2 separate regions of the Mus musculus genome follow, and region 2 is linked to region 1. A link is a contact called in public promoter capture Hi-C data. All regions are on one chromosome and are shown on one strand. The core of a region is the stretch at or near the end of the contact, and the rest is flanking DNA. Distances in the headings are between cores, read along the strand shown.

What was found. Promoter capture Hi-C pulls out the DNA fragments that hold promoters and counts their contacts.
Region 2: a contact with region 1 is called in a promoter capture Hi-C map of pre-B cells, with 4 times the contacts expected there. The contact joins the promoter of Mycn here to the promoter of Ttc32 in region 1. A contact is called at or near these places in 1 of 39 promoter capture datasets (pre-B cells) and 1 of 484 Hi-C or Micro-C datasets (pre-B cells).

What each region holds. Positions count from the first base shown.
Region 1 is chr12:9,026,345-9,031,388 of GRCm38.p6, reverse strand. It overlaps Ttc32 (tetratricopeptide repeat domain 32), which reads right to left and starts at 1,392. Exons shown (of 3, transcript NM_029321.2): 1 at 1,193-1,392. The coding sequence starts at 1,332. It overlaps Wdr35 (WD repeat domain 35), which reads right to left. Exons shown (of 27, transcript NM_001159527.1): 26 at 3,666-3,906; 27 at 2,542-3,383. The coding sequence ends at 3,233.
Region 2 is chr12:12,937,803-12,943,200 of GRCm38.p6, reverse strand. It overlaps Mycn (v-myc avian myelocytomatosis viral related oncogene, neuroblastoma derived), which reads left to right and starts at 1,365. Exons shown (of 3, transcript NM_008709.3): 1 at 1,365-1,565; 2 at 2,715-3,591. The coding sequence starts at 2,808. RefSeq lists an enhancer at 566-594.

The DNA of each region.
Region 1 (5,044 bases), core at 143-2,642:
GAACCTGCAGAGTTGGATCGATTCTCCCGGTTTAACGACCAATTCACAACCAATACAGAGACATTGGGACAAACAATACGGAGGGGCTAAGAGTAAGACTCCCTGATAAGCAGATGTATCAAGAGAGGAGCTGAGACTAGATAATAAATATAGTGAACTGCCAACCTGACCTGCTTCTTCCTGACCCGGCTGACCGGAAACAAAAACCCGGCAGCCTAAAAAGGCTTTTCTACTTTTTTTTCACCAATAGAGCCCCCCACCCCACCCCACCCCCGCTGATGGCTCTGCTATGCTACTACTACACAAGTTCAAAGCTGGATCGGACATGCTTAGGGCTCTGTGCTCAAACTGACCAACCCTCAGTTCCTTAAACCCTCAAAGGAGTGGATCTGCGGGTTCCTGAAATCCTCTTCCGCTTTGCCGAGGGTTTTATCTGTTTGCCCACTCAAGTTTTCTCACCCCTAGGAAACCTTTCCTCATTAGCGGATTCTCTCATAAGCTGTACTTAGTCGTGGCACCCTCCTCCTCCTCCACCACCTCCTCCTCCTCCGCTGCTACCTGCCTGGCTTGAGAGTTTTACTGCCTTTTAATTCCTTAACTGGCAGAAAACAGAATGCAACCAAGACCCCTAAATGTCAAAATTTTTATAATTATCAGATTTTGGCTCGACATACAACCCCGTTTTCTAAAGACTCAAAGCGTAGTGGGAATAGAGGGGTCAGAGTGCACATCTTGATAAGCTGCTCGAACTCAAATATCAAAGTAACAAAGAACTGTACTGGGCAATAAACGTTTCATCGCTGGCTTGATATTCTACAGAAAGGACTCTTGTGATGTTCTAGCGGTGTCACATTAACAACCCTTAACTTCAGGAGTGTGCTGTGACGTCGTGGTAAACACTAACGGGACAGCTGGGTGCAGCGACTGTGCTTAGCTTAAGCGGGTGCTGAACCGGAACCTTCGCGTCCGGAACACAAAGGCGTCGCTGTGGTTCCGAGGACGACCACCTTCCCTGCCCAGAACAGCGGCTTCCTGCCGCCTGGGCCTCTGCGGAGACCAAGGCGTCCCCTCCCCGAAGGACAGGGCTCGGAGGGGATCTTTTCTGGGGAAACCAAGCGGCAGCCCAGGACTCCGCGGTCCGCGCGTGGCTCGGGGACCACCCACGCGCCCAGCCCGCTCTCGCGATAGTTACCTCCCGTGACGCGCGCACTGGCCAATGAAGGCGGAGTACAGCTCCCGGGCCTCGGCAAACTCGCCCCTGGAGAAGCGAGCCTGCGCCGTGGCCAGGGCGGCCGAGCTCTCTCCGCCCTCTCGGCCTGGCCGCAAGGCCATGACCGCCTCACCCGGGTGGAAGCGGAACCACAGCTACCGCTCACGGGACTTCGTTGGCTAAAGGAAAAGGACGTTTGTCCTGTTTGAAGACCCGTAGTATCGCGAGACAACTGGTAGCGCCTGACGCCGTTCGCGGGAAATTAAGAGAATTTAAATCTTTGTGACATGTGTATACATAATTAGATTAGATTAGATTAGATTAGATTAGATTAGATTAGATTAGATTAGATTAGATTAGATTAGATTAGATTAGATTAGATTAGATTAGATTAGATTAGATGGATGATAGATAGACAGACAGACAGTGCCCATGGCCGGGCGGTGGTGGTGCGCATATATCCAGGCAGAATGCTGTATACATAGTAAATAAAGAAGTCTTTAAAAAATTTTTTTTTAGAAAATAATTATAGAAGCAGACAGTAGAGGGCAACATAATATTGCTGTTTTCATTTTAGATACCCAAAATAAGCGTCTAGAGCTATGGCAACAGAGTTAATATTCTGTTACTTTGAAACAAATTTGTCCATGTTTCTGAGTGTGAACTTTCTGTAGTCTCTATGGTAACAATTCTCTGCCACTTCAGTCACTGTATATTTTCCTAAAAAGACTTAGCTTTTTCTCCCATGTGATATATATTCTGTGTATGTCTCTGTGTGTGTCCGAGGATGTGTCTGTGGATGTGAAGACAATGCAAATGCCACATTTCCCTACATTATAGTGGAAGGAAACATGGGATAAACGTCCTTTTTTCCCTTCAGAATTTGTTTTCATGTTTATTTCAAATAATGTCTCAGAAAAACTTTTGATCTGAGCTCTGAGAATAAAGAAAAGTGATTTGTTTTGTTTTTTCGAGACACGGTTTCTCTGTGTAGCCCTGGCTGTCCTGGAACCCACTCTGTAGACTAGGCTGGCCTCGAACTCAGAAATCTCCCTGCCTCTGCCTCCCAAGTGCTGGGATTAAAAGCATGTGCCACCACTGCCCGGTCAGAAAAGTGATCTTAAAGTACATTTCAGCAAAATATAATGAGCTGTGTATGGCAGATGAGAGAGGTCGGCAGTGCCTGTGCAGGTACACTGCTTACCAGAATGCTGGGACCGGCCACATTAGTGCATGCTGTGGCTGCTGGGGTCACATTTAGGCCACTAGAGTACTCTGAACCATGGCATAGCTCGGGATAAGCTTGATGATAACTACAGCATTACTCAAAATCAGTTAATTCATGTTTATTACAAAGAAAAGAGACCAAATGCTTCCTCTTGAATGAGGCTTGTAGTCTTTAAAACTTCAAATAATAAAAAGTCTTAAAATGCCATTTCCTCATTTATGAACATACAGAAATTTAACCTTAAGTAGAAACAGAGCTCATGTCCTAAGCCGCTGCTGAGCCTCCCTGAACCCAGGTCATGTCTGTTCTCTGCTTCAAGGCAGCCCCTCCTACCCTCTGCCATCCCCAGCTACCTCCCAAGGGGTCTCTAACCAACTGGTAACCTTGGCAAGAGAGAACTAGTTCTGTGGTAATTTGCCACAAACTATAAGTTATATAAATGGTAAATGAACAGACAGGAACTACAAAAAAATTAGTTCACACCTGTAAATCTTATGTGAAAAGAATCAAACTGTCTCTTGGTTGCACTGTGATGTATGGATTATCTTTTTTTTCCAGTACTGACAGTGGACCCAGGACCTGCGCAGGCTTGGAACGCATGCTACCACTGAGCACATGCCAGCCCTCCCTTTACTTTTATTTTCTTTTGTAATATATATTTTATACAAAAATACAACTAGCAGATGATGAGGTGATTTTCCTATGAATCCTTAGGAAATCAAGCTCTACGACACAGTCGGGTGCAGAGAAGCGTGTGTGCTTCCAGCACTGTACAACTGAGAGTCTTCTTTCCTTTATTCTACCGAGCTGTGGCATAAAGGGCAAAAGTTGTAGTTGCTGATCTCCTGGGCGAGGACGTAGTGCTTGCAGACTTTGCACACCCAGAACTGATACTCGATGATTGGGCTGCCAGTGGCGATACAGGTCGGCAGTTTGCCTTCCCCGCTGTAAAAATAAGAGAGAAAACAATTAGACGTGAAAATACGTGATTGGTCTGTCTACTCTACTCTAAATACTCAAGAATGAAAATTTCCAAGTCAAATTTCAAATAAAATACTTTTAAAAGTTTTTCTCATAAAAACTTTTCTTTAAATGAATATAGCTTTACTACACTCATGTAGGATAATAATATTAATCAATTTTAATATTAACATAAACTCCTTAAAAATTCAGTGCTTTATACTAGCCAAGCTTCAGGTGAATGGCATTTGATTATGATGCACCTACCCTTCAAGAAGGCTGTTTAATTCAGACTTCCTGTTGTCTTTTGGCGTGTGTTTGGTGAAGATTTCCAGAGCCAGGTCTTCATATTGCTGCTTCTGCTCTGCACTGAGCGTCTCTAAAGATTCCAGTTTAATAAAAGCTTTTGAACAGGTACCAAAAGCTCTGCTTGCACACGCACAGAGTGCTAACAGAGAGTAGATCTCAACTGAGGGAATGATGTCTTCATAGTCTCTCAGGTGAAGAGCTGGAAAAGACGGGGCAGTTAGTATCTGCAAAGACAAGTACAGTGTGAACGTGTGAAACAGGACCCACAGGTGCTGTTCGATCTTAACCTACACAAGCCTTAATAAATGTAAGGCAATACTGACGGGTGGGAGCCCCAGCGGAGGAGGCAGAGTTCATAACCCCATTCATGAGAGTGAAGTCACACTACAATGACTCACGCAGCCATGCTCACTCCAGACCGAATGGTTTCCATACTGAAATGTGTGCTTTTGTTCCATTTGATCCAGTAATTTCTGTGGCATTCCAGACAAGGTGAACTAATACTGTAATTCTCAAGATAATGGTTTCTGCTCACAAAGAACAAACAGTGTAGCATGATGCTCTCTGTGTTCTTTGTCCCACTGAGGTAACAGGACAACTAAGTACAAATGAGCTTCCCACTGCCAGCCCAGACTATTTTGACAGCTGCTACATCTTATCTGTAATCCTTCTGCAATAGAGATAGCATCTTTTCTTTAATACACTGCAGAATTAGCATTGGATTTGTCATCAATTTGTATGCCTTTCCTCTCTAGACTCTGAATTTTTTTTTTAAATTCCTTCTAGTAGTAAAATATAACAAAACCAATGGAACAACATATCCATTGCATCTTCTTGTTAGAGTTCCACTGGTTGATCCTGAGGTCAAAGGTTGACAAGAAGTTGAATGGAACAGTTTTATTTTAAAACAGACATTCATTCGGCTATAATAACCAAGACCCTCTAGTTCTGCCTTTGGAGCACAGCACTTTCATGGTAGAAGTTGCAAGGCACATACTATTTCTTACCATTTTATACTAAAACACAGAGAGGAAGTGTATGGACCTCCCCAGCCAACGGGGGAAGAATCTCAGAGTGTGTTTTCTTTTAGCCTCAGTCTAGAAATGGCACATGACTGTAAACTATTTGAGCTGCACTATGTCACATTAATTTAAATTAAATGAATTATTATAAAGTAAGAAATCACAGCTATTTTCTTTATATAACTGACAGTTGATTGGAAAACCTTTTTACAATCCTATTACTAATGACAATAAAAATAAGAATAAACTCTAAAAGAAACATTTGGAACATACCAGAAGTAAACTAAAAATCTTTATGGAAAACAAAACAGATAC
Region 2 (5,398 bases), core at 116-2,615, 3.9 Mb before region 1:
CTTCCCCACAAACAAGCTTAAGGGTTTAAGGATAAATCCCACCCTACTGAGAATGTGTGTTGAAAAAGGGCTTCACCCAGGGACCCAGGTTACTCCTGGAAAGTTTTGTGGGGCAAGAGCATTTATTTTTAGCCCCACATTTAGGAAACAAACCTTTTAGCATGCTTGCCTAGACAGAAGTGAGACGCTGTGGGATGGGGAGGGAGGGAAATGTGCCCACGGCTGTGAGGAAAGAATACACGCACCCTGCTCTAGTCTAAATAAGATGTCGCGCTCTCTCTGTTCACGCCAGCTCGTAAGTGAGGCAAATGGGACACAAAGAGGCCAAATTAATGATGGCTTTCCTTGATGTCACCATCCGTAGGAACTCGAGGTATACAGAGCAGTCAGTGATTTGGGCAAGGAAAGCAGCGGTCCGTAATTCAACCCTGGCTTCGGAAAGGCTTTTGTTGGGAACGGTGGGCGCGACTTCAGGGGACGTCCCTCCACGCGTTTCACAATCCCTTCCGCGGTAGCAAGGATTCGCTAATTGTCTCGCGGGGGTGGCCCCACTCGGGCTCCGAGGCTGGGCGGTGCGGCTCCGCTTTCTGCTTGGTCTCCGCGAGGTGTCGCCTTCGGCCGAAGAAAGCGGTAAGGCGCCACCCTCGTAGCCCGCACTTATTTATTTTCAAACAAGGGGGGCGCCCCTTCCTTTCAATTTGAAACTAGAAACCTCCTGCGGTCTGTTTCTACGTGGGCGCGTCCTCGGCCTCCCATTTTGCACTCCTGTGTCGCCTTCCTTCGAGATCACACACGAACAGCCCCTCGACCAGGCCTTGTTCCACTTTAGCCTGGAGCTCATCTTTCACACAAACATACACTCGCGCGCAGTCCACGCAGGGACTGGGCTAGAAACCTCTTTTCCCATTCCCAGAACACACCCAGCGACCTTTAAAAAAAAAAAAACACGGAGTGCAGCGGGTGCAAGCCAGGGGGTCCAAAAGGGAGGGGGAAGCACTCCTCGGGTTTCCCAGCTTTGCTGCTTGCAGTCTGAAAAACGAGAGGGGGGAGGGGGAGAGAGGGAGGGACGGAGGGGGAGAGGAGAGGAGGGGAGGAGGGGGAGAGGAGAAGAGGGGAGGAGGGAAGGGAGAGAGAGAGAGAGAGAGAGAGAGAGTCGGAAAAAAAGAGAAAAGCAAATGGCTTTTGGCGCGAAAGGCTTTGGCGCCTCCCCTGATTTTTATGGAAATCAAGAGGGCGGGGAAAAGCCTCTTGCCTCTGCCTTTCTCCCTCCCCCTCGTCTGCGCCACAGCCCCCTTCTCTCCCCGCCCCCCGGGTGTGTCAGATTTTTTCAGTTAATAATATCCCCCGAGCTTCAAAGCGCAGCCAGTGACAGTCATCTGTCTGGACGCGCTGGGTGGATGCGGGGGGCTCCTGGGAACTGGGTTGGAGCCGAACGAGCGCTAGCCAGGCGTAAGCGCGCACACACTGCAGCCGCCGGAGGACAACCCCCTCCCGCCGCCGCTCCCTCAGCCCACCCGGAGACCCCAGCCCCGAGTCGCCTCCGGATCCCCGGCAGTCTGCGGGAGGTAAGAAGCGGTACTTGCGAAGCTTCGAGCGCCCGGGGAACGGCGGAGCGCTGCGGCTAGGCAAGCCCCTGGACGCGGCTCCGCACCCTGCACCCAAATATGCCGGGCTTTTCTGGGGGAGGGGGTAAGGGGGCAACACACCGCGTCTGCTTCCGAAACAAAACCATCTGGGTTTTTTGTTTTTTTTTTTTTCCTGAAAAGCCTATTCAGCACCCGAAGGCACCCTGGCTGGAAGAGACCCGCCCTAATCCCTTTTACAGCCCTGGCCCAGGCAGAGAAATAGCTTTAGCGAAAAGAAATTCGCCCGGCTCCACAAGATTTGTCTGAGTGTGAGGTGACTGGGAACCGGTGCGTCCCCACCCCAAGCTGGGGTTCTCCAAAAGGTGCCGCGGGGAAAGAAGGAAAAGGGGTTAGGCGAAGCTAGGTGCCTGAGTGATAATGTAGGTCACGGCTGCTCCGGCTTAGGAGACGCGATTCTCGCCGGCGACCCTGCACCATTCCTAGGGATGGGGTTCAGCCTTTCCCCCCGCCTGTTGAAGAGGTTGAGGTCTCTGAAGGAAGGGGAATGGAAAGGGTATAGGTATAGGCAGCGATGAGTACCAAGGGTATCTGCCAAGATTGAGGCTCTAGGTCTAGGTGGAGAGGGTTGTATGTAATTGCCTGTTGTTGGTCTGACTGGAGAAAGGCCCTTAATAATTAATAAAGTTTCCTGAACCCCGTTAGCGTTTGCGCTCCCGTGATCGCATTTCTGCAAAAGGGGAATGAAAGGTACTTCAATCCCATGCCTGGTAGCTGGGCTAGAGAGCAAGGACTTCCTTTAAGCAACTAGTGCAAGTGGGGTAGTCGCGCTAGTAAGAGCTGAGATCTGCAGCTTGAACAGCCCCCCTCCCCCAGGCAGTGCCTTGTGTGAATGAAACGGCAGTTTCCAAAGTTGCAGAGAGCCACACCACCCCCTGCATCTGCAAGCCCCCTCCCACTCCCAGTCTTAGACAGCTTGTACACAAAAGGAGGGAGTAGGGGAGACGCTCAACTTTCTCCCACCTTCCAGAGCTGTGGGGAGCTTGCAGAAGAGATTGGGGGCTCCCACTGCCTGTCCCCACCAACCCACCCCTTTGGCTCATTCTCTCTTGGTTTGCCTATTGGTTGTAGAGTTGGAGGTTGGCGCGACTCTGCTGCTCTCCACGGGAAGGAAGCACTCCCCCATATTAAAAAGAGCGGAGATATTAAAAGAGAGGCGAACCCATGCCCAGCTGCACCGCGTCCACCATGCCGGGGATGATCTGCAAGAACCCAGACCTCGAGTTTGACTCACTGCAGCCCTGCTTCTACCCGGACGAAGATGACTTCTACTTCGGCGGTCCCGACTCGACCCCACCGGGGGAGGACATCTGGAAGAAGTTTGAGCTGCTGCCCACGCCCCCGTTGTCGCCCAGCCGCGCCTTCCCAGAGCACAGCCCGGAGCCTTCGAATTGGGCTACGGAGATGCTGCTGCCGGAGGCCGACCTGTGGGGCAACCCGGCCGAGGAGGATGCGTTCGGTCTCGGGGGCCTGGGTGGCCTCACTCCTAATCCGGTCATCCTTCAGGACTGCATGTGGAGCGGCTTCTCTGCCCGCGAGAAGCTAGAGCGCGCAGTGAACGAAAAACTACAGCACGGCCACGGGCCCCCGGGCGTCAGCTCAGCCTGCTCGGCTCCCGGAGTGGGTGCCAGCAGCCCCGGGGGCCGTGCCCTTGGTGGGTCGTCGAGTGCTAGCCACACCGGGGCCACCCTGCCTACCGACCTCTCCCACCCGGCTGCCGAATGTGTGGACCCCGCCGTGGTCTTCCCCTTCCCGGTGAACAAGCGAGAGTCGGCGTCGGTGCCCGCTGCCCCCACTAGCGCCCCGGCGACCAGCGCTGCGGTCACTAGTGTGTCTGTTCCAGCTACTGCCCCGGTGGCTGCTCCTGCTCGTGCAGGCGGCCGTCCTGCCAGCAGTGGGGAGGCCAAGGCCCTCAGCACCTCCGGAGAGGATACCTTGAGCGACTCAGGTAAAGCCTAGAGTAGAGTTCTTGCTAGCTCCTTACGGACTGGGAAGGTGGGGGTGCTGCGTTCCCTTTGTTATCATAGATTTGTGCGGGTGATTCTCTTCTGTTCACCAGCCTCCCGGGACAGAAGAGGCTGGAAACACCAGCTACACCTTCTCTTAAATTTGCCATCCCCTTTTTCGCGAATCCTTGCGGTAGGCATGCCCTCACTGTGGCAAAAGTTGGTGGCCAGCTCAGTCAGTCTGTGGAGTCCAAAAAACTACCTGTACAGAAATCTGTTAGTCCGTTGGAAAGGAACCTTTAAGCCAGGTCAAGGAAGGGAAAAGACTCCCTGCAAGACGAGGGCTGCACAATCCCACTTGCAAAAGTTAAGAGAATGCCTGGCAATTCCTCCCTCCCCTCCCCTAGGACTCTGAGCCCTCCGTGGGTGGTGGGCTGTTTGCGTTTGGTGCGTGGCCAGCAGGCGGCGTTGTGTCTGACGCAAGACAGGCAGGATCAAAAAGACTGGGGGTGATGGGGGCACCCCCTCCCTCCAGTTCAGCAGCTGGCAGCAAGTGCATTAGTGGTTGTGTACGTTTTCAGAGAGCCTCTTTCCGGTTTTGATTGAGTACTAGTCCCGTTGTGTTTCCTAGCTGGAATTTCTGACCTAATTGAGCTGAGTTGTGTTCCATAACCCATTGCCCTTGAAGGTTGAGGGCGGGTCCCTACCACTGCCGCTCCTAAGGAATGCACGCACCCTTAGGATTCATTGGTTCTATTGTAAGCCTTTATCTGCGCTGTCCTCGGAAAGAAAGGGTTAAAAAGAAGAAGAAAGCTTTTTTTTTCCATGGGGCTGTGAAAGTACCTACCACACTTTACCCAAATCCAGTCTGCCCTTGTCCTTCGAGCTGTAGGTCCAGCCCCCCTATTAGACCTTGGAAGCCAGTGTTTTCAAAATGCCAAAGAATAAAAAGTCTAAATTTCCTCCTGGGCTGTGGAGGGATCGCTCTAAGGCTCCTGGGAGGAAACTTGGTGATAAGCCTGCACTTTGAAAGGGCTCTGTCCCTTTAATGTCTGTGCCTTGACAGCTTTCTGTTAGGAAGCAGTTCCTTCCAACAGCTGTCTTCTTGGCTGAAAACCAAAACACTGGCTTAAAGGGACCTACCGGCTGGAGCAGCCTAACATTTCAGCCTTAGAAGAAGAAACCTCACAATTGTTCCGCTTTCCGGTCCTCCCTAGATTAAGCAGACGATGTGTTTTGGTTTTCGTGCTTGCTTTTATTTTCTTCTTTTAAGCCATAATTTTCTCTCCTAGCCTGGCAGTAAACGAAGTCAGAATGAATACACATAGGACGATACAGGCTTTTTTTTTTTTTTTTCTCGTGCACCGCCCCCTTTGGGACTCTGAGCTACTGTGGATTAGAGCTTTATAATTGAGATCTGATCTCTGCCTAGATGAAAAACTGCTTACTCCGTACAACGCATGTTCGCACCAGGAAAGGTTGTTGTCGTAGTGAATGAGATTGTCCTAGAGTTTTAAGGATGGCAGAATCAAACCCAGCCATGGGTTTTACCAAAGGAGGAGCCTCCGGTCTGAAGGGCGGCTGTGGAAGTGTGTATAAGTAAATCCATGGGGCAGACTGGCTGGTGATTATGCTAAAAGCCCCTATTACCGAGCATCTGTCGCCAAGTCTACATAGTGTCTGCCAAACTCAAACACTGTGGTTATTACCCCCATTGAATAGCTGAGGACACTGAAGAGTTTTTCCAGGATCATGCCGACAACGGCTCGTTCTGACTCCAGTTGGGTTCCTCGAGTTTCTGCCACATCC